4 separate regions of the Mus musculus genome follow, and regions 1, 2 and 4 are each linked to region 3. Evidence: chromatin contacts called from public HiChIP or PLAC-seq and promoter capture Hi-C data. All regions are on one chromosome and are shown on one strand. Each heading gives the region's core, a stretch centred on a gene start, on an enhancer-like site or on the middle of the called end of the contact. The rest is flanking DNA. Distances are from core to core; before and after follow the strand shown.

Region 1 (5,309 bases), core at 2,462-4,961, 780 kb before region 3:
GGATAATTTGACTTCTTCATTTTCAGTTTTTACTCTCTTTATATTTTTTTCTTGCCTGAATAAGACTGAAAAGAAAGAGCACCCTTGTCCTGTGCCAGTGTTTAAAGGATTGGTGTGATGCTGGCCAGAGGCTTGCCATATGTAGTCTTTAGTATGCTGAGCTGTCTTCTGCATAATTTTGGTTTTGTCGGGGCTTTTCTCCCCCTCCTCCAGGCAAGGTTTTTCTGTGTAGCCCTGGCTGTCCTGGAACTTGCTTTGTAGACCAAGCTGGCCTTGAACTCAGATCTGGCTGACTCTGTCTCTTGAGTGCTGGGATTGAAGGTGTGCACCACCACTGCGCTGCAGTCATCAGAGATTTCTTATCAAGAAGGTTGTTTAACTTTGTCAAATGCCTTTGCTGCATCTATGAAGAAGATCACATAATTTCTGTCTTAAGTCTGTTAATATGGTATATTACGCTTTATTGATTTGCTATGTTGAACCTATCTTGTATTCTTGGGACAAAATTATCTTGCTTATGATGAGTACTCTTCTTAGCGCACCCTTGAATTCAATTTATGAGCATTTTGCTGAGGTTCCTGTCCACTAGAGAGATTGGTCTGCAGCTTTCTTTCTTTGTCTGGTTTTGGCATCAGAGTTATAATTGTTTCATAGGATACATTTGATTGTGTTCCTTCTCTATCCTATAGGAAAGTTCGAGAAGTGTTAGTATTAAATCTTTCTTTTATATATATATATTTTTTTAATTAGGTATTTTCCTCATTTACATTTCCAATGCTATCCCAAAAGTCCCCCATACCCTTCCCCCCACTCCCCTATCCATCCACTCCCACTTTTTGGCCCTGGCGTTCCCCTGTACTGGGGCATATAAAGTTTGCACAACCAATGGGACTCTCTTTCCAGTGATGACTGACTAGGGCATCTTTTGATACATATGCAGCTAGAGTCAAGAGCTCCAGGGTACTGGTTAGTTCATATTGTTGTTCCACCTATAGGGTTGCAGATCCCTTTAGCTCCTTGGGTACTTTCTCTAGCTCCTCCATTGGGGGCCCTGTGATCCATCCAATAGCTGACTGTGAGCATCCACTTCTGTGTTTGCTAGGCCCTGGCATAGTCTCACAAGAGACAGCTATATCAGGGTCCTTTCAGCATTGAAAAATTTGTAGAATTCAGCAGTGAATCCATCCAACCCAATGTATGATAGCGTTTACGGGACCCAGTCTTATGCAGGTCTTGTGCAGATAAAGACAGCTGCAGGGAGTTCATAAGTGCAATGACTACGTCCCTTCCAGAAGACATCTTTGTGGTGCACATTTTCCCTATCCCCTGGCTCTGACACTCTTTCTGCCCCTCCTCTGTGATGTTTCCTGATAGGCGCTTACACTTTGTAGTTGAGAATCTGCAACAACAATAAAACCCCACACTACTGGGCTTAGTGTGTTGGTTGCTGGTACACACTGAGCATGTCTCTCTGTGCCTTCTAAATGGAAGAGTGGGACTCTCGATCCATGGGAGGATTAATGCTCCCTACACTGAGCTACGCCATCTTACTTTGATTGGAATGGAGACTTTTGGTTTACACACTGGAGAAGACAGTGGGATCACATATTGTGGTCACACCATTGTGATTGCAGCATGTAAAAAGATCTTGCATATTTGAAAGAAAAACTTGAGGAGAAGAATCTTTCTGGTTTTCAAAAGCAATGTCAATGAGACATTCTTTCATAGATTTAACAATGAATTCAGAAGTAAAGAAATGGGAATAGTTTGGAGTGCTATTTGGATTCAGTGAAAGCACAAAAATAAAATTCATCTTTACCTCATGTTGCTAATTCACAATAAAAATATTTCAGAAAGTTTCACTCTCAAAAAATTAATTGCACTTTTCAAACCATCTTGGCTTGGCCCTTTCTTGGGCAGTTTCCCTTTGCCGGCTTTGTAGACAGGAGGATTTGCTTGCCAAAGGGCTGACTTCTGTACACAGGCTGCAAAGTTGTTATAGTTATTATAACAATTTTCCATCATAGCCAATGACTATGCTGCATAGATAGAATTTTTAAGGGTTGAGTTTCTAAAGGGCAACTATTTCCCCAAATGAGGTGCATCTTGATATAATAGGGTGTTGTAACGCTTTCAAAGTCTGCACATGGAGTTTTTAGTAGTAGACCTATTTTCCTTTAAGGTTTATATAACACAGAGAACTGTGAAAGATCCTTCAAAGCGCCTCTCACACAATATTGAATCCAGGTTTGGTAAAGGAGGTTGACACCACACACCCCTCAGCAAACAAGGTGGGAATCCAGCTCTTTCCCCCTCACAGTTGTCCTCTGGCCTTTTACTCTCCCTTGTCCTCCAGTGTCTGGTGCACAGTGTGTCTGGCCCCATTGTCTTTCCTCAGCATCTGGGGCTCATCATGTGTGTCTCCCCATTGCCCCTCAGTAAGGCTCGAATTGTTCTTGGCTCCAATTGGATCCCATTCCTGTTGTAACCTGATTCTCTTATTATAGACAACAATGGGACTTACTCATGCAGCAGGCCCTATTGTATCTCTCCTTTATAAAAAGTATTAGATTGAGGGTTCAGAAAACCCAAGCCAAAACTCCAGAGATCTTGGGGGGTGGTGAGACTATTAACTTTAGAAATGTAGTCTTGTTTCAATCCAAGCTCAAAGATTGTCTATACTGAAAAGATGTTTTTTGATAGTATTTGGTTGATTGCTCACTTGCATCAAGGCTTCTTCCTAAAAGTTTCTACTATTGGATCGTTCTGCCTTCAGGTCCCTGAGATATGCTTAGTGGGTTAATTTTCTCCATGAATTTTAAATTAGCAGATGAATGGTCTATTATGGATAGAAATGTTGGAATGTTAAGCTTATGAATGAAACACTGAAGTTACTTTTGACCTTGCTTTCTAGATCCAAGTTAATTTATATTTGACACATTCTGTTGTTTTGTGTCCCTTGTCTTTGCCTTTTCTGTTCTATTCCTCTGTGCAACGGTCTTTTCAGATACAATTGTGATTGTATTACTATATTCTACCATGCTGGCAGCCTTTCTAACCTCCAACCTACAGAACTTATGGGTGTGGTCTTATTTAGAATAAAATTGTTTACTTTTGCAGGTATAATTTAGATGTTGAGGTAAGATGACCCTGGATCAGGGTATATACTAGACTCAACCACAGATATCTTGAGATAGAGAAAAGAGGGCAATATGGGGGCGGAGGGAGAGGGACAGGGGAGGAGGAGGAGGAGGAGGAGGAGGAGGAGGAGGAGGAGGAGGAGGAGGAGGAGGAGGAGGAGGGAGCAGGTAGCAGGCATTCGACCTACCTAGCCCCACAAGAAGGGACTCAAGGGCTACTGGAAGCTAGCAGGGAAAGCAGACAGACCTACCCCCTTTTCCTGAGGGATTCCATTCTTGCGCACACCCTGCTAACAGACCATCCTACTCCTTTAAGCCATGTATTCGGAGTGATTCGTTCCCTCAGTCCAGAGAACACTTAAAGCAGGCCAGTGACTTCTAAATTAGACCTAAAGACAAAAGAAGCTTGGAAATGTCCTCGCTGTTGAGATGAGTCGCAGGTGCAATTGACCAGTTACTAAAATAAGGAAGTGCGGGGAGATCCCAGGAGACGGGAACTGAATGTTGCTGGGGGAACGGAATGGACTCCAAAGGACGGAGGAAGAATTGTGCTCCATGCCAGATGGGCAAACTACCAGGTCTGCCTGGCTCTAGACGCTGGCATGGAGGGTAGAGATGGCCCGCGGGGCCTGCACAGACCTTGCCTTCCGAGCAAGGCGTTTTGAATTGGCTGGTTGACAGTTTGTGTTCGCCCCTGGCCCCATCTGGTGTCCTTGTCCCTCCCAGGCATGTGTGTTCAGATTGGCCTCCCCTTCACACTGCTAAATTTAAGGCTTCATTTAGAATCAAATGCTCTCCTGGCCGGCTGCCTGAGGAGTCACATGTGGAATGCTGAGGCACTTAGGCAGGGGGATGAGGCCCTTGCTTTGGGAGAGGGGGTCTGGAAACCATATGAACTGTAAATAGTTTTAGAATATAAAAAATATTAAGTCTTCTGCCAGAAGGAAAGAATTGTTCCCCACTCCCCCTTCCTTGACTTAGTTATTAAGTGTCTGTTGGAAATTACTGGCCCTGATCGCACAGTCTGTTTACTGTCTCTATCAGCCGACAAGGGGCGTCAACTCTTTAAACACTTGCACAGTAGAACTAGGATCTGAGATCATAGAGCCCACACTTAAACTGCTACGTGCCTGATTTTGGAAGGAAATTTGCTTTCTTCCATATAATTTTTCCCACTGAAAGTTTAATGAAACAAATAATACAATATATATGTAAAGATATAAGAAAAAGACAAATTAAAACTAGAAAACAGGACGTGCACTCTTTTTTCCTGTGCCCCAGGATACACAGGTTCTAAGCTGCTTCTGGCCCCAGGGACAGCTCAGTGAGCGTCCTATTTTCTTGGTTGTCATTTTGCTTTTACACCCAACCCTTCATTACAGAGGGAAATTCCAAAAGGCTTTTATTTTCCTTGTGCGTTAGTTCCCTTGGCTGAGGGGCTGCCCTCTTTCTGCTCTCAGCCTGGCAGGGGCAGCCTCTCTTTCTGTTTTGGAGACTAGCTGCTGATTCTTCAATCTTCGCTTTCTTCTTCCTTTCTCTCCGGACTGCAGCATGTCTCTTCTTGCATCTCCTTTTAAGGACGAAGACCAGGGAACTTTGGAGTTGAGAGACAATGAAGGAAAATAGTATTCAACAATCATGGCAGAGAACATTTGAGAACAGTGGCTATTTAAAACTGCAGATTTGAGTGTTTTTGTTTTTCTTTTAAACTTTATTTATTGTAATTTTTTATTTCTAGAAATTAGAATATAACTCCATCAATCTCCCCCTTCCTGTTTCTCCCTCCAATCCCTCCCAGGTACCCACCTATTCTCTCTCAAAGTTATGGCCCCCTTTTCTTTAATTGACTTTAATTTTTAATTAAATTTTATTTTATTTAAAAATTTTATTTATTTTATTAAATATTTTAAGTTTTCTTTATTTTTTAAAAAGATTTTTATTTATTATTATACTTAAGTACACTGTAGCTGTCTTCAGATACACCAGAAGAGGGCATCAGATCTCATTATGAGTGGTTGTGAGACACCACGTGGTTGCTGGGATTTGAACTCAGGACCTTTGGAAGAGCAGTCAGTGCTCTTACCCACTGAGCCATCTCACTAGCCCTTAAGTTTTCTTTAATTTAAATGTAATATATATCATATATGTGTATCATATATTCATATATAT
Region 2 (5,906 bases), core at 2,784-5,283, 730 kb before region 3:
CATTCTGGTCATATGTCATCATTCTCAACACGCTTGTGCCCATTTCATTATATGTGAGGTGAGCTGCGGTTTACACTGGGATGACGTCATTTAGTTGCTCACCCTGTGTGTGATCTGCTAAATCTGTTAGCAATAAGGCAACTTGGCTCTTCAATGCTGTTTAACGTGTACATTTTCATATCACAACAAATGCATTTTATTTTCTTCTTGATTAGTATGGTTTCTTAGAGATGTGTTTCTTTGGAACATATAAACTGAGCTATAAACTCATGGAATATGATCAGTAAAATTGAGTTGGTTTAAGGTAAGAAAAAGAAAAACCCAGGATGTCTTGAGATGTGGCCTTCCAGCCATTGGTCTGCCTCAGATACTTGGATGCAGGTGCTGTCCTACCACTCACTACTCCTGTAACATTGGGAAAATCACCTCACCATTAACTTCTTAAGCTTCTTCACTTTAAAAAAGTGGGCAAAATATAAGTCCTATCTCATAGGATTATCTGAGGACTCAATGAATGTCTGGCATACTCTAAAGCTTAATGAGTAGCAGTCTCCCTTATTTTTGGCAGCATCATAAATAAATACAGAAAGGACCCAAAGTAAGGTAGGTGATAGTACCTGGCTATTGTAGGTAACTATGGTTCTTAATTCCCACTATTCTGGTGTACAGTTTCTAGATCTAGTTTCACAGAGTGATATTAAAATGGTCTGTCATTGTCTGTATCAACCTTCAACTTTGTGTGTGTGTGTATGTGTGTGTGTTCTCTTTTCCTCTCTGTGAGTGAATATTTGTTCTTTTGTTCTTTCTGTGTGTTCTCTTTCTCCAAACATAAGTATGTTTTCTTCTCTCTGTACCCATTTCTCTTTTTTCATACATGTATGTGTGTGACAGAGTGTGCTCCACAAGGTTTAGGTAAGTCTACCTGAGACATTCTCTATCCCAATCCTACCAAGACTGAGTCAGTCCCCAAGATCCTGGAGCGAGGACAGGCTTGGCTGTGTGTGTTTTTTTTTTTTTTAATGCTTGCCATCAATACTAACAATATACAAAGCCACCAGCCCTGACTCTCCTCTAATTATGACTAACTTCTCTTTTCTCTTTCCAAAAACTAAGCCACAGTGAAACAAAGAAAGTTAATGAACAAAATTCACTCTTGTTTTGGATAGTGGTAAGGAAACTGAAATGTCAAGTTGTGGGAAATTGACTTGAAGTAGGGACATGTGGCCACAACACCACAAATTGCTCCGGGCAGTCTGGAGCTGTGGGCAGCCTGGACTCTGTGTAATCTGTATTCTACTGGCTCATCTTCAGTACTGAGAGTCTCTTATGCTTGAATCCCATTATAAAGCCTGCAATAAATGCCATTCTTTGCCAGAAAAGCCATGATCAACTTTGTTGATTTCTGGATTCCTTTCTATTAAAAAAATAGCACCCACCTTTGATCCATGTGTACATTAATCATTTATATCTGATCTCAGTACAGTGCTTCATTGCTTAAAACTAGTCTTTTATGCATTGCTTTTTATTATTTCAAAATCGCTCTCTGCCATTCTATAATCTGACATGAATATGAGGACTTGCCACATTCCATAGATGGCTATGTTTCCTTTCTTTTTTTAATGTCTTGCATGAGCCACTAAACACACTTTATCTTACTTATGTATCCCCCAAATCTTCTGAAGTAGCTCTTGCTGAAATGGGGAGTTGATTCGTTCATGGATTACATAGCTCATTAGATCAGAATGAAGATCTAAATCTGCACTGCCTGACATTTGCACCTTGTTTCTCCCCTGGCTCTAAACTGTGTGATTTGGGACCGGTGAGGATAAAAAACTGGGGTTTTCCTCTCTCTGAATAACTGATCTTGATCTCAACTTGAGGGGAAAGCATTTCAAGAAATTTCAGGCTGTTTGGTCCTAAGTGCTCAAACACTCTGATACAGGAACACGTGTGTCTATGATGAAGACTGAAGCCCCCGACCCAAGCCCCCATTAGGCTTTTGGATAAGGTACAATACATAAACTAATGCCATATGGTGAAAGTCATGATTTGCTTTGAACAGTTAAAAGTTCCAGGTGAGCAGAGACATTTATTCTTATATTTTCATGCTGTCAGTGTGTTTATGCACTTAGAAAGATCCAGCCACAGGTTATGTGTGTATGTGTACTTGTGTGCGTGCATGTGTGTGTATGTCTCTCTATGTGTGTGTGTGCATGTGTGTGTGTGTGCCTGTGTATGTCTCTTTGTGTGTGTGTGTGTGTGTGTGTGTGTGTGTGTGTGTGTGAAAGAAAGGGCTGCATGTAGTACGGCCACTCCCCTAAACCCTCTCTTTCTAAGCAAAAAGGAGATCTATCTTCTTTATAGGCTATTTTTAGGCTCAGGAACATAAATGCATTTTGCAGATTCCCATTGGCTTGTAGTGCATCATGGGAGAATAAAAAAGACTGCTACAAACCTGCTTTGAATTTACAAGGAGCTACCAGGTTTGCAGACAATTCAAAGCTTTGAGTGATTTTTGCAGAGTGGCCCTCCTTTCAGGGCCAATATGTCTTCCAGGATCCTCAGGAGATGCTCAGGACTGCTGGTCATACTGAACATTACATGTCCATTTCTCCTGTTTTATGCATAAATATTTATAATGAAGTTTAACTTACAAATCAGGCACAGTAATAGATTAACAATAAAGTGAACAAATGTAAAAATTATAATCGCATAGTACAGTAAAAGTTATATAACATGGCTTTCTTGTTTCAAGGTATTACATTGTTCTGTGTGTACCCTTGTGTCTTAGTCAGGGTTTCTATTCCTGCACAAACATCATGACCAAGAAGCAAGCTGGGGAGGAAAGGGTTTATTTAGCTTACACTTCCATACTGCTATTCATCACCAAAGGAAGTCAGGACTGGAACTCAAACAGGTCAGGAAGCAGGAGCTGATGCAGAGGCTATGGAGGGATGTTATTTACTGGCTTGCTTCCCCTGGCTTGCTCAGCTTGCTTTCTTATAGAACCCAAGACTACCTACCAGCTCATGGATGGCACTACCCACAATGGGCCTTCCCCACTTGATCACTAATTGAGAAAGTGCCTTACAGCTGTATCTCATGGAGGCATTTTCTCAACTGAAGCTCCTTTCTCTGTGATAACTCCAGCTTGTGTCAAGTTGACACAAAACCAACCAGTATACCCTGCTTTGATATATGATGATATAATGTCAGAAGGATAGGATGAAGTGTGGTTGATGACTTAAGCATTGTGATAACATTACCTGGACACAGACACTTCAGTGCCCTACTAATAGATCTGGTAGCTAAGATGGCTGCTATGTGGATAGTGTATGCTGAGGAATGTATCAGCTAAGGGTCTATCACATCTCAGGTGTGGTAGATCCAGGCAGAGCAGGATAGGATGGGGTAACAGTTCACCCTTTGGGAGCATTACACAACTTAAAGCAAAAATTGTTTAATTTTGGAATTTTCCATCAAATATGTTTTGGATACAGTTAATTGTGGGTAACTGAAACTATAGGAAGTGAACCTTCAGTAAGGGGAGATTATTGCGTAATACCATAGTGAAGGCCAGGTTTGCATTGCCTGTAACAGATGCTGGGATTCTGGTTATTGTGTGTGTGTGTGTGTGTGTGTGTGTGTGTGTGTGTGTGTGTGTGTGTGAGTTGGGTTAGTCACTTAATCTTGCAAGCCATAATTTCCTAATTGGTGAAGTTAGAGACTAGAGGGCTAGAACCTACTCACTTGACACGGTCTGCCTGTTTAGGACAGGTTGGATGATGGGTCTGAACTGTTATTAGTCCTAACACCTCCCCATGTAAAGGAATAAGGAAACAGTAAGCTACTCTGCAAAAACCCGAGCCAGAGTGGCTAGTTAGGGATGCAGGGAGAGGGGCAGAAAAGTAAAACACACATTAAAATATATAAACACATGCAGAATTAAGATCTGTTCATCTTTCTCTCATAGGGTTTTATGTTAGTCATTGTGTGGTTTTAGTTTAGGGGAAACTCAGAGATGACCTGGTCTCATGTTACTCTGAGAGGGAAGTATTGTGCCCAGCCTTTAGAACTAGATGCACAGCATTCAGAATTCTCACACACCATCTAGCCCTCTTCCTGTAAAGATAAGAAATCCTACTCAGATCAGAAATAAATTGTAGGTCGGTGCTATTATTGGTGCAATTTTATGTTCTTTCAAATGCTCTTATTAATATACAAAGACATGAATTGAAGTTCAATGAGTAAAGACAGGACTAATTAAACTAAAACAAACCAATTCAGAAAAAAATCATGCATACAAGTGATTATAAACCTAGGCATCCAAAATGATATACACCCCTGATAGAATTCAGCTAAGTATCTGATAATGTGAGACACACACACACACATACACACACACACACACACACACACACACACACACACACACACACACAGGACTTTAAAGTTTTTTTTTTTTAGATCAGCAATAATTAAAAAACCTAGCCTATCAATAACAAACATGATGTCCAGGAACAAATCTGTCCTGCTGTGGTATGGAACTATATAAAAATAAAGCAAAACTGAATATGTTACAATATAATACCTTTAAAATGGGATTTCTGGGAAAAAACCATATTCTTATCATTGAGGCTGCCCTTAATTTTATGAAATACAGTTTTTTTCCAAGCAGTTAATACAATAGAAGCCTAAGAAAATCCCTTAATAAATTTCTATGAAAACTGATACCTCACATTGCAATAATCTTTTGGGCACCCCATTTGGCATCATAGATGACAGACATTTGGACTTAGTCCTTTGGCCACAGACTTCCCCTTTCTGGAGTTTGAATGTATAATCCATTACTGCACAAAGACTGCACTCTTCCTAGTAGACGGACAGTGACAAACTGTTTTTAGCCAGGATTGATCACGGTTTGTTTACTGCTTAGTGGAGACTTATTGCTGACTTCTTTTGAAAGTAAAACCAGATCAATGTCTCAGGACACATTTCTTCCAACTAGATATATGCCAAATATCTTCCAACTAGATATATGCCAAATATCTTCCAACTAGATATATGCCAAATATCTTCCAACTAGATATATGCCAAATATCTTCAGTAAGGAACCATTTACTCTGCGATGCAGATTGAGTTTCAAGTGAATGTGCCACAGAAAACACTCTACTGGGCTTTTTTAATAGAGAGAACCGCAGGCCCTTGCCTGAGGCTTTCTGATGAGCCAGCCATATCACTTTATGATGCTGAAAGGAAATACCTTGGGCACCAAGGTTTATGGGCAGATTTTCAGTGGAGGCATTTCTGAAGATTGCTAGGACCTAAGGACAAAGCACTTATATATTTTTGTTTTTAAAAGTCTTGAGGATTTTGGCAAAGCTTTGCGTGTTCATGTATTGACAGGTTCTCTCTGTCCTTTCTTCTTCTCTTTCATGTTAATGGACCACAGTGTGGAAGTAATCCGTCTGGGACACAGTTATTTTATAAACTGGGACCGGAAGATGTATTATGCTTCGAAAGCAATGCCTGCTGAAGCCCGGACGACCACTCTAAATGAGGAACTGGGCCAGATCGAATATATCTTCTCTGACAAAACAGGAACTCTCACCCAAAACATCATGACTTTTAAAAAATGTTCCATTAATGGAAGAGTCTACGGTAAGGGAATAGTTTCTCTTAATGATACCAAATAAATAAGTAAATAAGTAAATAAATAAATAAAAAAACATCATTCAAAACTAATATCCCCTTGCCCCCCCTTACCAAACCATCATGGCTTTCTTGTTAAGCATTGCTATGATACTTGACAGATAATGGACACCCATAAACTAGTTATTGCACACATTTGAAAGAATCTGATGAAACTTAGCATCTGTTGCCATCCATGGTAGACTGTTCCCTTT
Region 3 (5,439 bases), core at 640-3,139:
TAAGCCATAGCATCACATTCACAGAGCGGGTCTTCCAGAAAACTCTGAAATTTGCTTTAACATCCCAGAACCCATTTTTTGGATATTTGATACTGGTTTACATTGTAAGCATTGGATGTTTAAATATCAAGATGGAGGCGTGGCACACACAGCAAGAGAATCCTGTATAAAGCATGTATGCAAAGCTATTAGACAAAGCAAAATACACAGAACAAGAAAATTTATTATCGCCAATGCTGGTGCATAAAGATTAACAAGCATAATTAGAAGAAGGGAGGGGGAGGGGAAGAAAGAGGCAGAGAGGGAGAGAGAGAATATGAATATCAGACACCCAGGTGGACTTCTGGGTAGGTTTAAAACCTTCAAAGTTTGACAACATAATAGCTCATACATCTTTTTATAGATACAGGCAGGATTTCTTTTTACTTGACAATTTTAGCAAACAGTTCTTACAATATGAACTTCAGTTATAGTCTTACCATCTGTCAAGGTACAAAACAGCAAGTGAAATTTCCCTAGTATAAAAGGGTATTAGAAAGTTTGTCTTTGGGCTTTCCCATACATTTTATTTAATGCATGAACTTAAAACCTTAAAAAGACATCCTGTTTCTTTCTTTACTTTGAAAATCATTACAATGGGTTTTTCCAAATTAGAGGTCACAGTAGCTTTATAAATCATGAAGATACATGTGCAGTCAAAATTCCAGAAGCGTTTGTAACACATTTTAAGATGACAGCACACATGATAACACGTCTACATTTATACCCACATTTACTTGGACTACTCTGTGGGGTAGATGAATACTCAATCTTAAACCTCAAGTTTAGCTTTTGATAACTGATGTGTATAAATCACCAAAAAGAATTTGGAAAGTTTTTTTTTTTTTCAATAGCCTTTCAGTTCGAATTAAAGACATCTTGGAATGTATTTCCCCCCATTCTTTAATTAGATTCTTGTATTGGTAGTCACAATTTACTCTTCCAAACCATCTTTAAAAGCTTAACAGAGAAAGCTCTTCTCCAATGTAAGGAAAATCATCTCGATCAACAGTCTGAACCAGAGGTTTTTGCTGAGCCCCTGTGAGACCAAAGAGGAACGATTTGGTCTTTTTCTCCTCGCGATTCTCAGGTTTAACACTCCTCCTTCCTCGATTCTCCTTTTCCACAATGCATGGTCATTCACTGTCCCGTCTTCTATTCCGAGAAACAAAAACCAACTGTTTTTATTTTTTGCACAGAACTATTTGGAATGAACCCCAAAATAGCAGAATGTTGAATCTCTCCCTCTCAGGTAGTTTCCTCCTCTCTCGTCAGCATTTACTCTCGATCAATGATCTCATCACAACCGAGCTCTTCGGTCAGTCGATTGACAACCATCAGCGAAAACAGCTCTTCGATAAAAGCTAGCTGGTCGAAAGGGCTCTTCTCACACCGCGCCTGAAAGCCGCCATCCAGGGCATCTCCGGCTCGCGCGGTTCGCAGGAACACCTTGTTGGCTTCCTCCAGGGCGGCGGACACCCTGTGCATCGCGCCGCTCCAGCGCTCCTCTTCAGGGAACTCGTAGTCGTCCTCCCAGTCATCAAACTCGTCGCCTTCCAGGTCCGCGCCAGCCTCGGGGAACAGACCGCGCTGGGCGCGGGCGGCGGCCGGCCCGGCCTCCTCCTCCATGGGGCCCTCCTCCGGGGCCGGCCCGCGGGCCCCGCGGCCTACCTCCATATAGCCCTCGCCGGGCAGCACGTCCATCTGCAACTCGTTGCTTTCTTCGTACAGCTCGCAAAGCTCTGCCATCTCCGCCATGGTGGAAGCGACTCGACCAAGGTGGAAAAAAAAAAGGAACCTTTTGCAGAGACGGGCGCGCGAACGGGCGTGGTGCGCGTGCGCAGGCAAGAGGGCGTGCGTGGAGCGCGAGCTGGGGGGGGGGGGCGCGTGCGCAGGCGAGTGGGCATGCGTGATGCGCGTGCGGAGCACGTTTCACGTGCGCAAACGGGTAGGCGGGCGTGGTGCGCGTGCCAGCATGGCGTGCGTGTGCTGGCGAGTAGGCCGCTTGGTCCACGGGGGGGGGGGGGGGCGTGGTGCGCGGGCGCGGGCGCGGGCGCGAGCTCTTCCCTTCCCACCCCTCACCCCCTATGTTTCCCGGACTCCCACCTCACCCTCACACCCACTCAGGACCCGCGATGCTTCCGCTGGTGACCCACCTGGAGACCAGCTCTAAGTTCCTTGCCAAGTGCTTGCTTTGCCTAGATGGAAAGCCCTGGCCTTCTGTCACAGATGCCATCTCTCCTCCACCTCCCTGCCTCCCCAGCGTTCCTGTGATCAGCATGTCCATTACCTCTCACCATTTCAAATCCCACTAGTCCCGTCCTGCGCACTGAGAAAATTTAACTTTTCGGTTTTTTTCTTCTGAATTTATTGAAGTTGACCTAACCAAAGATAAATTGTGTGTATGTCCACACGTATATACCATGGGGAAACTAAACCACATACATGTGTGAGTACTAGGATAAAGAAAGGTGGAAAATAGGCTATACATATTTTAAATATATACAGATAATCACGCGCCACGGTTGCTCTACAAACTTAAACTGTAGCCAATAGTGTTTGAGAATATCCACACCCTTACCACGTATTGTTTTATGGAATTAATATAAGTAAACTTAAGTTTTATCAATTTGATCTCTCTTTCGTGTGTATGCGTTTGTTTGCCTGTCTGTAATGTTTGTGTGCCACGTGTGTGCATTGTGCCTACAGAGGCCAAAAGAGGGCGTTGGAACTCCTAGAAACGAAGTCAGTTGTACACTGCCCTGTGATTACTGGGAGTCGAACCCTGGTCCTTAGTGTGAGCAGCCGATGCTGTTTACTGCTGAGCCATTTCTCCAGCCTTGATTGTATCTTTATAATCTTTCCATAGCTTTAGTTTATTATTCGTGGATGCAATGGCCCTGTCATGTCCAAGAGACAATGCTCCATAGCATTCCTCTTTATCTTATATAATTTTTGCCAATGGTCATTTTTTATATTCTTCAGCGAACTTTTCTCCAAAGTGTTACATGATCCTTACTAGTTTTACATACTTGAACATATTTGTATGAAATCTTCCTCTTTATCCATTAAATGAAGTTTCTCATGAGCTGTTATTGGAATATAATCTTTGCATGTTGATTTTTGTTCTTATTGAAATGTTAATAGAGAAAAGTGCACAGGTAATGTGTGTGGCTTAATTATCACAAGCTACATATATTTGTTTACTTACTACCCAGAAGAAAAGGCATCATTCGTGGATCCCAGAAAACCACTCTTCTCTCTTTTTGTGCCTCGTGAATAACCACAATTCAGACTTTATGCAAATAGTTCAATAAAAAGTTTGCCAGTTTTGATAAATGAAACGATGTATTGATATATTCTTTGTTTTGACTTCTTTTTTAACCCAACAAATATGTTGTCATATTTTAAGCAGTCTACTATTTGAATATCACAATAGTCACCTTCAGGATTGCTTCTAATTCAGGGCTATTATAAATAGCCTAGTTATTTCATTTCCTAAGGAAACATCTTGTTGCACAACTTTATTCAATTATTGTTGAGTATGCTTCTAGGAGCAGTTTTGCTTGGCTGTCTTGTATGTACAGCCTTCGTAGGTTCTGCCTCACAGTTCTGCAATCAGGATTCATTGGTAGTTGCATAGCTGGCATTTTAATTAACCTTTAAAACCTATACAAGTCAGTTATTGCACTGTGATTTCCAAACACAAGCAAACAAATTAGAATCTCCAATAAAACAATCATTTTGGGTTAAATTAGTGCAGTTATTTGGCTAGTGATATCAGAAGTCTTTATGTTTTTCAATCGTTTTTAGGTTTATGTGTGGGTGTTTTGCCTACTTGTGTGTACTATGTACATGTTCTGTGCCCCTAGAGGCCAGAAAAGGGCTTTGCATCTTCTGGAACCAGAGTCACAGGTTGTTTGAGACAACATGTTGGTACTGGGACTGGAACCAGGGTCCTTAACCTCTGAGCAACCTCTCTATCCCCCATGTTAGAAATCTTAATATTAGTGTGTTTGGATACATAGTAGTGAATAACTAAACAAAAGTAAATACACTAAGTCTATAAACAGAAAAAATAAATAAGAGTATGAAGGGAAGGGGGGAAATGTTCTGGTTAAATTGATGACACATGTTTCCAAGTCTGCTTTTTTAACTCTCAGCTCTCAATTTTTCTGGAAAGAAATTTTTATATTCCAGAAGGCTTCACTCACATGACAGCAAAAGATGGCCCCATTGGGCAAGTGTGGGTGTTCCTTAGTGGCAGAGAGAGATATTTTTCCTTCTACTACTGATTCCAGCTTCTCCCACAAAACACTGATTGGCTGTATCTAGAGAGCGGTGTTGAGTAGATTGCTGATTGGATAGTTAGACCTAGAACGTATGTCTACCTAGGTGAATAGGGCAGAGAGAAAGGCACCATGGGTCAGATGAGAGTAGAGAACGTAACTTAATGGTAGAGTAAATCCTTAGGATACACAATACTTCAGTTTCAATCCCAATAGCAAAACAACAACAAGAGTTTATTTTAGAATGCAGACAGTATAGTTTCTAAAGGGATGCTAAGTAAGTAGAAACAAATCAAACACATTATAGTGTTAAAATGTTTAATTTGCTTTTGTTTTCCAGATTATTGCAAATCACCAAATGCAATCGATTTCATTTGCCTCTGGAGGGGACCCTGTAAGTTTAGATTTGTACAAGTTCTTTTTGTGAGTCCTAAGAATTTTCATATGCAGAATATTAACTACTTCATGTCTTTTTCAATATTGCAATTTGTTGAATGCTTCATGTATCAGGTAGAAAACAAAACAAAACAAAACAAAACACCCACAGTGGTTTGGGCAAATGTTTCCTCTGTCAGGATTTTAAAAGGTCAGGCTTACTAGAAGGACTGCTAGCCCTCTGTGGTGTTAGTAGCCACTGAGTTATCATCTGGTAAGTTTTCAGTTAACATAAAAATCGTGAGATCTGTGTGTCCTGTGTGCACTGCCGTTTCTCTTGCAGAATGTTCCCCACAAGCAGACTAAGCAGATTATCAGTCAGATTTAATCCAAGATGGGAATCCCATTCACCATCAGAGTTGTCAGCCAAGGCTAACAAGGCCAGTCTATAATGACCATCCAGATTTGTGTAAACCTTGAAGACACTGCTCAGTCACGGGGGGGTGGGGGGGGGCTCTCTGTCAAGAGCCTGTAGTGCTCACCAGTCACAGATTGTACAGGGGTTCTCTCCGAGAATACTTTCCAGAGTGTCATTCCTTGATTCCTCACTGTGTTGCCGGATATTTTATCACACTGTGAACACCGAGATTGCTGTTTACTGAAAAAAGCTGAATCTAGTTGTGGTGTGGCTCAGCCTTAGCACACCGGTTCATCCCTTTAGCTGGAATTCAGACAA
Region 4 (5,446 bases), core at 1,480-3,979, 760 kb before region 3:
CAAAGCTTTTTCACATGAAGGGCTGTGATTGGCAGAGAGGACTGGTGTGGTTCCCTGCTGCCTGGAGGCAGGACCTGCCCGTGGGCCTTATGTCCCTATAGAGACAGTCACAGATCTCTAGAAAAGACCCATTTAGGACTTTTTATTCTGGAGTAGGCCTTAGGAAGCCCACGTATGAAGATAATGACCACAGGCTAAGACTATGCCACATACCAATATTACAATCCACTTGCTATGGGTTAACTAGCTTACTGCTCATCTTGACCCAGTGAGGACAGTTTATGGACTGTTTCATTATTTCCACCTCGTAGACGGTAAGACAAAGGCAGACTCTCTTCAAATAGCTTGCTAGTGGAGAGCCAAGAGTTGAATCAGGAGCTCTCACTCTGACCCTAACTCCTCAAGCGCTATAGTCTGTTTTTCTCAGAACAGTTGCTTTTAGTCGGGGTTCCTGAATAGGAAACTCCAGGCCTGGCAATTGGAAATCAAACGATTTGTTGTGTCTTCGTTTTAGTGCATCTCTATCTGTTCAAAGTTAGAACTTTCAATCCATTTATACCTGTTTATCAGTAAATTCTGGACAAGAACTAACACACCTCCTTGTCTCACCCTTCCTCCCTCCCTTCCATCTTCCCCCTCTAACTCCTTCCCCCGCTTCTGTTAATTCAAGAGCACAGAATTTGGAGCTGAATTCTAGACCTCCAAATGTTGTAATTCATGTCACAATGAGGTCAGCATGCATTAGGAGAACCTCACAAGCTTGCTGGAAACACATTAGAGTTCTCTGTTACCAACCACCCTTTTCTCATTCTTTTATAAACAAGTTTTTTTTTCCTGTGTGTGTGTGTGTGTATGCATGTGTGTGTGCACACATATGAATGCAGGTGTGCTTGGCTATGCTGGTGGATGCGCTGGAGACACGGAGGAGACACCAAGTGTCCTCTTCTATTCTTCTCTTTCTTCCCTTGAGACACGGTCTTTCACTGGACCCGAGCCTGCCGTCGTTCAGCGAGGCTGCTGGTGTGCACGTCTCAGTGGTCTGCAGCATTGGGACTACAGGGTACTTGGTCCGACCTGGATTCATGGCTGCTAGAGATCTGAACTCAGGTCCTCATGGTTGCAATGCCAGAATTCCTAGGCACTGTTCTTAGACTCTTGTTTTATTTTCAATCATTTTTTTAATTGAAAAATTTGATCACAAAAGCCAAGCAAAACAAAATGATATAACCAGTGCTTAGTGAATGATTTTTCAACATACCCTTGCTTGGTCTGAAATTTTAAAGTTTGAGTTAGTATGTTATCTGTAATCACACCCCCTTTCACTTATGACTTCATTGTGAGCTTTGACCCATGATACACTAGTTTTTAGAATTGGTATGTTGTTCTGAGAGTAAGGATAATGTGCATGACAGCCAAGACGAAGAGCTCTGCAGTCTAGAAAGTCCTGGGAGCTCCCAAAGCGATGCTCACAATCGCCCCACAAATGCATCTTTCCCTCTGTTATGGCTCTGGTATCCCAGCACTCACACACCTGGATGTTCTGAACAGCAGCAGACAAAACAGACATACCGAGCAAAGCATGTCTGAGAAACATTTCTGTTTCTCACAGATGTCATCCTAGAACCCAGGGGCCACCACAGCAGAGTACTAGTCTTGATCAGGGCGGTGGCATTTTTCTAGTCCCACAACTTAATCCTGGAGCATTTTCAAGGATGATGCCAACACTCTAGTCTCAGGCTCTTCAAGTGGGTTGTTGACACTCACCATGACCTCTGATGGCCTCTGCTGGATATAGGGGAGTCCCTTTCCCTTTTCCCTCACAGATTTGCATAGGCAATGAATTGATTAAGTTATGAGAGTGTTTTTTATAAGTTCTTAAGAAATTTCATGGCTGTGGATTGATACTATTCCTCAGTGTTTTCTTTTCTTCTTTAACTTAACGAACATTTACACCCAATGAACCCTGGAGACAATGTATTTGGCTCTGAGGCCTCAAAGATATCCAGTAGATTATTCTCAAGTTTCTTCGGATGGGAATACTGCCTTTAAGCTTCCACTGGGTATCTGCTCGGGTTTTTCTCTTGCCCAGGAAGGCTGGGGGAAAGGTGTTTGTGTTGGAGCATGCTGCATGCTGCTTCCTATGTGGAGTCATAGCTGAATCCTTCCACCAATAACTGATAAAAGAAAAGACTAGGGGATAATGGAAGGTGGCGTTGGCCTGGTCCAGCTAGGCATCTGGACAATCACACTTTCTCTCCCTGTTGTATGTCTCTGCTATGGCCTCTCGGTAGTTTGCTCACACTACTAGCCCACCACCTCTGACAAAAGCTTGACCAAGGACTAGCAAGGCTATTGCTATAATTCTTTGCCCGTTCCCTTTCAGGATTATTGCAGAGTGCCTTAGAAAGTCTAACTCTAACTGTGTGCTAGATGCCTTTCACAACTTACTCTGCTGGATGGACACCATCAATCTTGTTCTCCCACACACACTCTTTAATGATAACTAAAAAAAGCCTCCAAGGAAGATGTTAGCAGTAGGGAAGAGAAGAGGGTGTGAGTGAGGAGAGGAATGGTCAGCGATATCAAAGGTGACATGAGAGGGTTTAGGAAGAGGTAGGAGGGTAGGTTTCCAGGGAGACAGAGTAGGGAAAGTTAGACAGGAGGGTTAAGGTACTCCCGTGTTCCAGTCTAAGTTGGGTGAGTGCTGGTTAAGAGACCTTAGCCACTAGGTGGCAGTGGAACCTTAGTCGCTTGTCTGAGGTTGAGGTGGCTCTGCCCCTGGTTTACTGCAGAGGAAGCATTAAACACAGCCAGATTCAATATTGAACAGTGACATTGCATTACCATCTACACAGAGCTCTGAGGAAAAGCTACACCAGATACCAACAGGCATCTTTATCCATGCACCATAAAGAGTTCTAATTATGCATTATTACAATAAGGAATTTTAGCTTGTGTTTAAAGTTATCTTTCTATCCTTAAGATGATAGCCGTAGCTCCAAAGGGCATTCACCTTTACCGCTAGCATGCCGTCTGCCAGGACATGGTGAAACTGGAACATATGACCGGAGATCAAGGCGAATCTACCCCCCAGCACAGATTCTTTTTTTTTTTTTGGGTCAGGATTAGGTGAGCGTTAGTGTAAGAGTGGGCCCCAGATGGACATATTCTCTGAGGGGGTTTGCATGGAACACACCGAGGGGCTCACAAAGCAGTTTCTGCCTTGACTGGCTTCTGTGGTGATTCCTTCAGAGCTGAGAGAGTCACCAGGATGCAGGGGCGTTTGTTCCTCTGGGAGCTATCATGGAGCCTTCATTTAAACAACTCTCATTGTCCCCCCCGCCCCCCGTTTTTGATAATTTAAACAACCCAGACAATTAACTGAGTGGGTTGATTTTGAACTTAAAATCTAAGACTTGAAGATAAAGCCATTATAATGTCTTTCTAAATAAAAGATTTTAGAGACTTGGACTGTCAACCTTTCAGATACACGTAGAGGTTTGTTAGGCTAAAGTTTCATAAGTTGCTGAAACTTAGGTCAGTTCTTTTTAGATGAATCCTCCAGAATTACATTTATTTTTAAATAAGAATTTTAATTTGAGAAAAAAACAAAACCAGCCAGAATTCTAAAAGTGAACTGTGATGTATTTTCTTCCTCCCCCTTTTGACATCTTTAGATGTTTTATTCAGTAAAATGTAGCAGAATTTTGGATCTTATTTTAGTATTTTTTGGAGTCTAACTGGGACATATTACCTTCAAAACTTGGTTTTATAGCACTGGTCACCACTGCTCTTTTTTTGTTTTGTTTTGTTTTCCCAATATAACATTTCTATTGATTCCCTGGAAATTTCACATCACGCACACTGATCAAACTCATTTCTCAGTCCTTCCACCCTTATGATCTCCCTTCAGGGAGGTAAAATAAAAAAAGTAAAAATAAAAATGAATAGAACCCCCTTAAGCCCAATTTGCGTTATCTGTGAACTCACTGGAGCATGGTCAAACTGTGACACCTGCCTCTCAAATAGGACTGAGCCCTTCCCGGCCGCACTCACGCCAGCCGTCAGCTGTGGAGAGTTATGCTTCAATGTCACCATCCACTTGCAAGAGTTCATTTTGGTGGCTTCCTGTCTAGGAGATGGCTCAGTCATTAAAGCCTAGGCTCACAACCAAAACTGGGTTGAAGTCTTTTCTAAAGCGTCATTTTCCAGAGCACCCTCTGCGCTCTTTGAGTGGGCCCCACTTTCTCTTGTCTCTCTCGTGTTTTACTCTTTCCCATTGCTGTGTGGGCCCCGCTTTCTCTCGTGTTTTACTCTTCCATCGCTTCCTCATCTCTTCGCCTTGCGTCCATGTTGCTCTTGTTTACTTTCATTTCTTCTTTTCTTTGGTTTTCCTTCTGTTTTATCCGCGCGTTCTCACCCTCTTGACTCCTTTCCTGCTTTAAGCGGCTCAGACACCAGCACACAAGGAGGGTTAATTCGCTCATTTATTGGAAAATGATCTCTGTTTTTCATAAGAAATTATTAAATCCAGAAAAATAGAATTCATATATGACTTTCGAAACTGGCAACCCAGATCACTAGTAGTTTGCACGTTGCCAGGAGACCTGCTCATACCCTGATGGTCCCAAAGCATGGGCACACAGAGTGGGAGGTGGTGCCTCCCTCCTCAGTGTTGCCAGGGCTATGAAGGAGGGGTGATGCATGGAGGAGAGGTTTCAACAACCCTGATTCTTACCTGTCCCTCTGTATTGGTTTCTCAACCAGGCTGACCTGCTGCTCCTGTCGAGCAGTGAGCCACACGGTCTCTGTTATGTTGAAACAGCTGAGCTTGACGGGTAAGTACTAAACCAGAGCGGCTGCTTAGGCTGTTTAACCTAAACGTCCTGAGCGACCAGAGGTGCATCTTCTGCATTTCCTTGTAAAACATAGAAGTCTACGTTGTAAAGTCCTTTGTTGTTTACTTGGCAGTAATTCTGAATTTTCCTCCTGAATTTATTTGGAAAACCCTGACTTGTCTCTTCAGCGTATTTTCTTTCAGAAACGCTCGGCTCAGTATGTGAACATGAATAATTTTACACCAGTACACTGCGGTGATGTTCCTTTTGGGGATTTTGTTTGTTTAAATTTAATTTTCTAAGGAAAATGAGAGAGTGGGAGTAAAGGCTACTGAGAAGAAAGATGGAGACTGTTTCAAAAGGCAACAAACACACACACACACACACACACACACACGCGCGCGCGCGCGCGCGCACACACCCCTCAGAGAGATGACTATGATGCTGCTTTGACACTGGCTTTGAGAGTCCAGCCACCAACCTCTTAGCTGTTCTGTTTTAGAGGATCCCATTATCTGGCTGACACCATTGACTGCTCACACTGTATAGGCACCATCTACCTGTATGCACACAGCTCACACTGTATAGGCACAGTCTATCTGTATGTG

What was found. Promoter capture Hi-C pulls out the DNA fragments that hold promoters and counts their contacts. HiChIP or PLAC-seq counts read pairs in DNA pulled down with a chosen protein or histone mark.
Region 1: an H3K27ac HiChIP or PLAC-seq map of cardiomyocytes shows a contact between it and region 3, with 7 times the contacts expected there. The contact joins the enhancer-like site here to the promoter of Eid1 in region 3. A contact is called at or near these places in 12 of 39 promoter capture datasets (the 3T3-L1 cell line, 3T3-L1-derived adipocytes, the HPC-7 cell line and 9 more), 1 of 484 Hi-C or Micro-C datasets (3T3-L1-derived adipocytes), 4 of 115 datasets of contacts at active chromatin or transcription factors (astrocytes, cardiomyocytes, embryonic forebrain and 1 more) and 1 of 9 other capture datasets (embryonic stem cells).
Region 2: a contact with region 3 is called in a promoter capture Hi-C map of the HPC-7 cell line, with 7 times the contacts expected there. The contact joins the enhancer-like site here to the promoter of Eid1 in region 3. A contact is called at or near these places in 10 of 39 promoter capture datasets (the 3T3-L1 cell line, the C10 cell line, the HPC-7 cell line and 5 more), 1 of 484 Hi-C or Micro-C datasets (bone marrow-derived macrophages) and 4 of 115 datasets of contacts at active chromatin or transcription factors (astrocytes, bone marrow-derived macrophages, fetal liver and 1 more).
Region 4: an H3K27ac HiChIP or PLAC-seq map of the NIH/3T3 cell line shows a contact between it and region 3, with 8 times the contacts expected there. The contact joins the enhancer-like site here to the promoter of Eid1 in region 3. A contact is called at or near these places in 14 of 39 promoter capture datasets (the 3T3-L1 cell line, 3T3-L1-derived adipocytes, the HPC-7 cell line and 8 more), 1 of 15 datasets of contacts at CTCF or cohesin (pro-B cells), 17 of 484 Hi-C or Micro-C datasets (the C2C12 cell line, the HPC-7 cell line, cardiomyocytes and 10 more), 4 of 115 datasets of contacts at active chromatin or transcription factors (the NIH/3T3 cell line, astrocytes, bone marrow-derived macrophages and 1 more) and 1 of 9 other capture datasets (adipose tissue).

Annotation. Positions count from the first base shown.
Region 1 is chr2:126,449,258-126,454,566 of GRCm38.p6, reverse strand. The region is part of intron 6 of Atp8b4 (ATPase, class I, type 8B, member 4); the gene reads left to right. Among named protein-coding and RNA genes, the nearest start is that of Atp8b4, 40 kb to the left of the region's middle. Within about 2 kb of position 3,711, at least 44 of the 459 cell types and tissues checked have an H3K27ac peak or open chromatin away from gene starts, as enhancers often do. A contact at or near this core is called in cardiomyocytes, where this site is marked.
Region 2 is chr2:126,397,343-126,403,248 of GRCm38.p6, reverse strand. It overlaps Atp8b4 (ATPase, class I, type 8B, member 4), which reads left to right. Exons shown (of 28, transcript NM_001080944.3): 12 at 1-58; 13 at 5,453-5,661. Among named protein-coding and RNA genes, the nearest start is that of Atp8b4, 91 kb to the left of the region's middle. Within about 2 kb of position 4,033, at least 7 of the 459 cell types and tissues checked have an H3K27ac peak or open chromatin away from gene starts, as enhancers often do. A contact at or near this core is called in the HPC-7 cell line and bone marrow-derived macrophages, where this site is marked.
Region 3 is chr2:125,669,550-125,674,988 of GRCm38.p6, reverse strand. Eid1 (EP300 interacting inhibitor of differentiation 1) reads right to left here and starts at 1,889. Exons shown (of 1, transcript NM_025613.3): 1 at 1-1,889. The coding sequence starts at 1,797. The coding sequence ends at 1,318. It overlaps Shc4 (SHC (Src homology 2 domain containing) family, member 4), which reads left to right. Exons shown (of 12, transcript NM_199022.2): 5 at 4,669-4,722.
Region 4 is chr2:126,426,749-126,432,194 of GRCm38.p6, reverse strand. It overlaps Atp8b4 (ATPase, class I, type 8B, member 4), which reads left to right. Exons shown (of 28, transcript NM_001080944.3): 8 at 4,768-4,838. Among named protein-coding and RNA genes, the nearest start is that of Atp8b4, 62 kb to the left of the region's middle. Within about 2 kb of position 2,729, at least 18 of the 459 cell types and tissues checked have an H3K27ac peak or open chromatin away from gene starts, as enhancers often do. A contact at or near this core is called in the NIH/3T3 cell line, where this site is marked.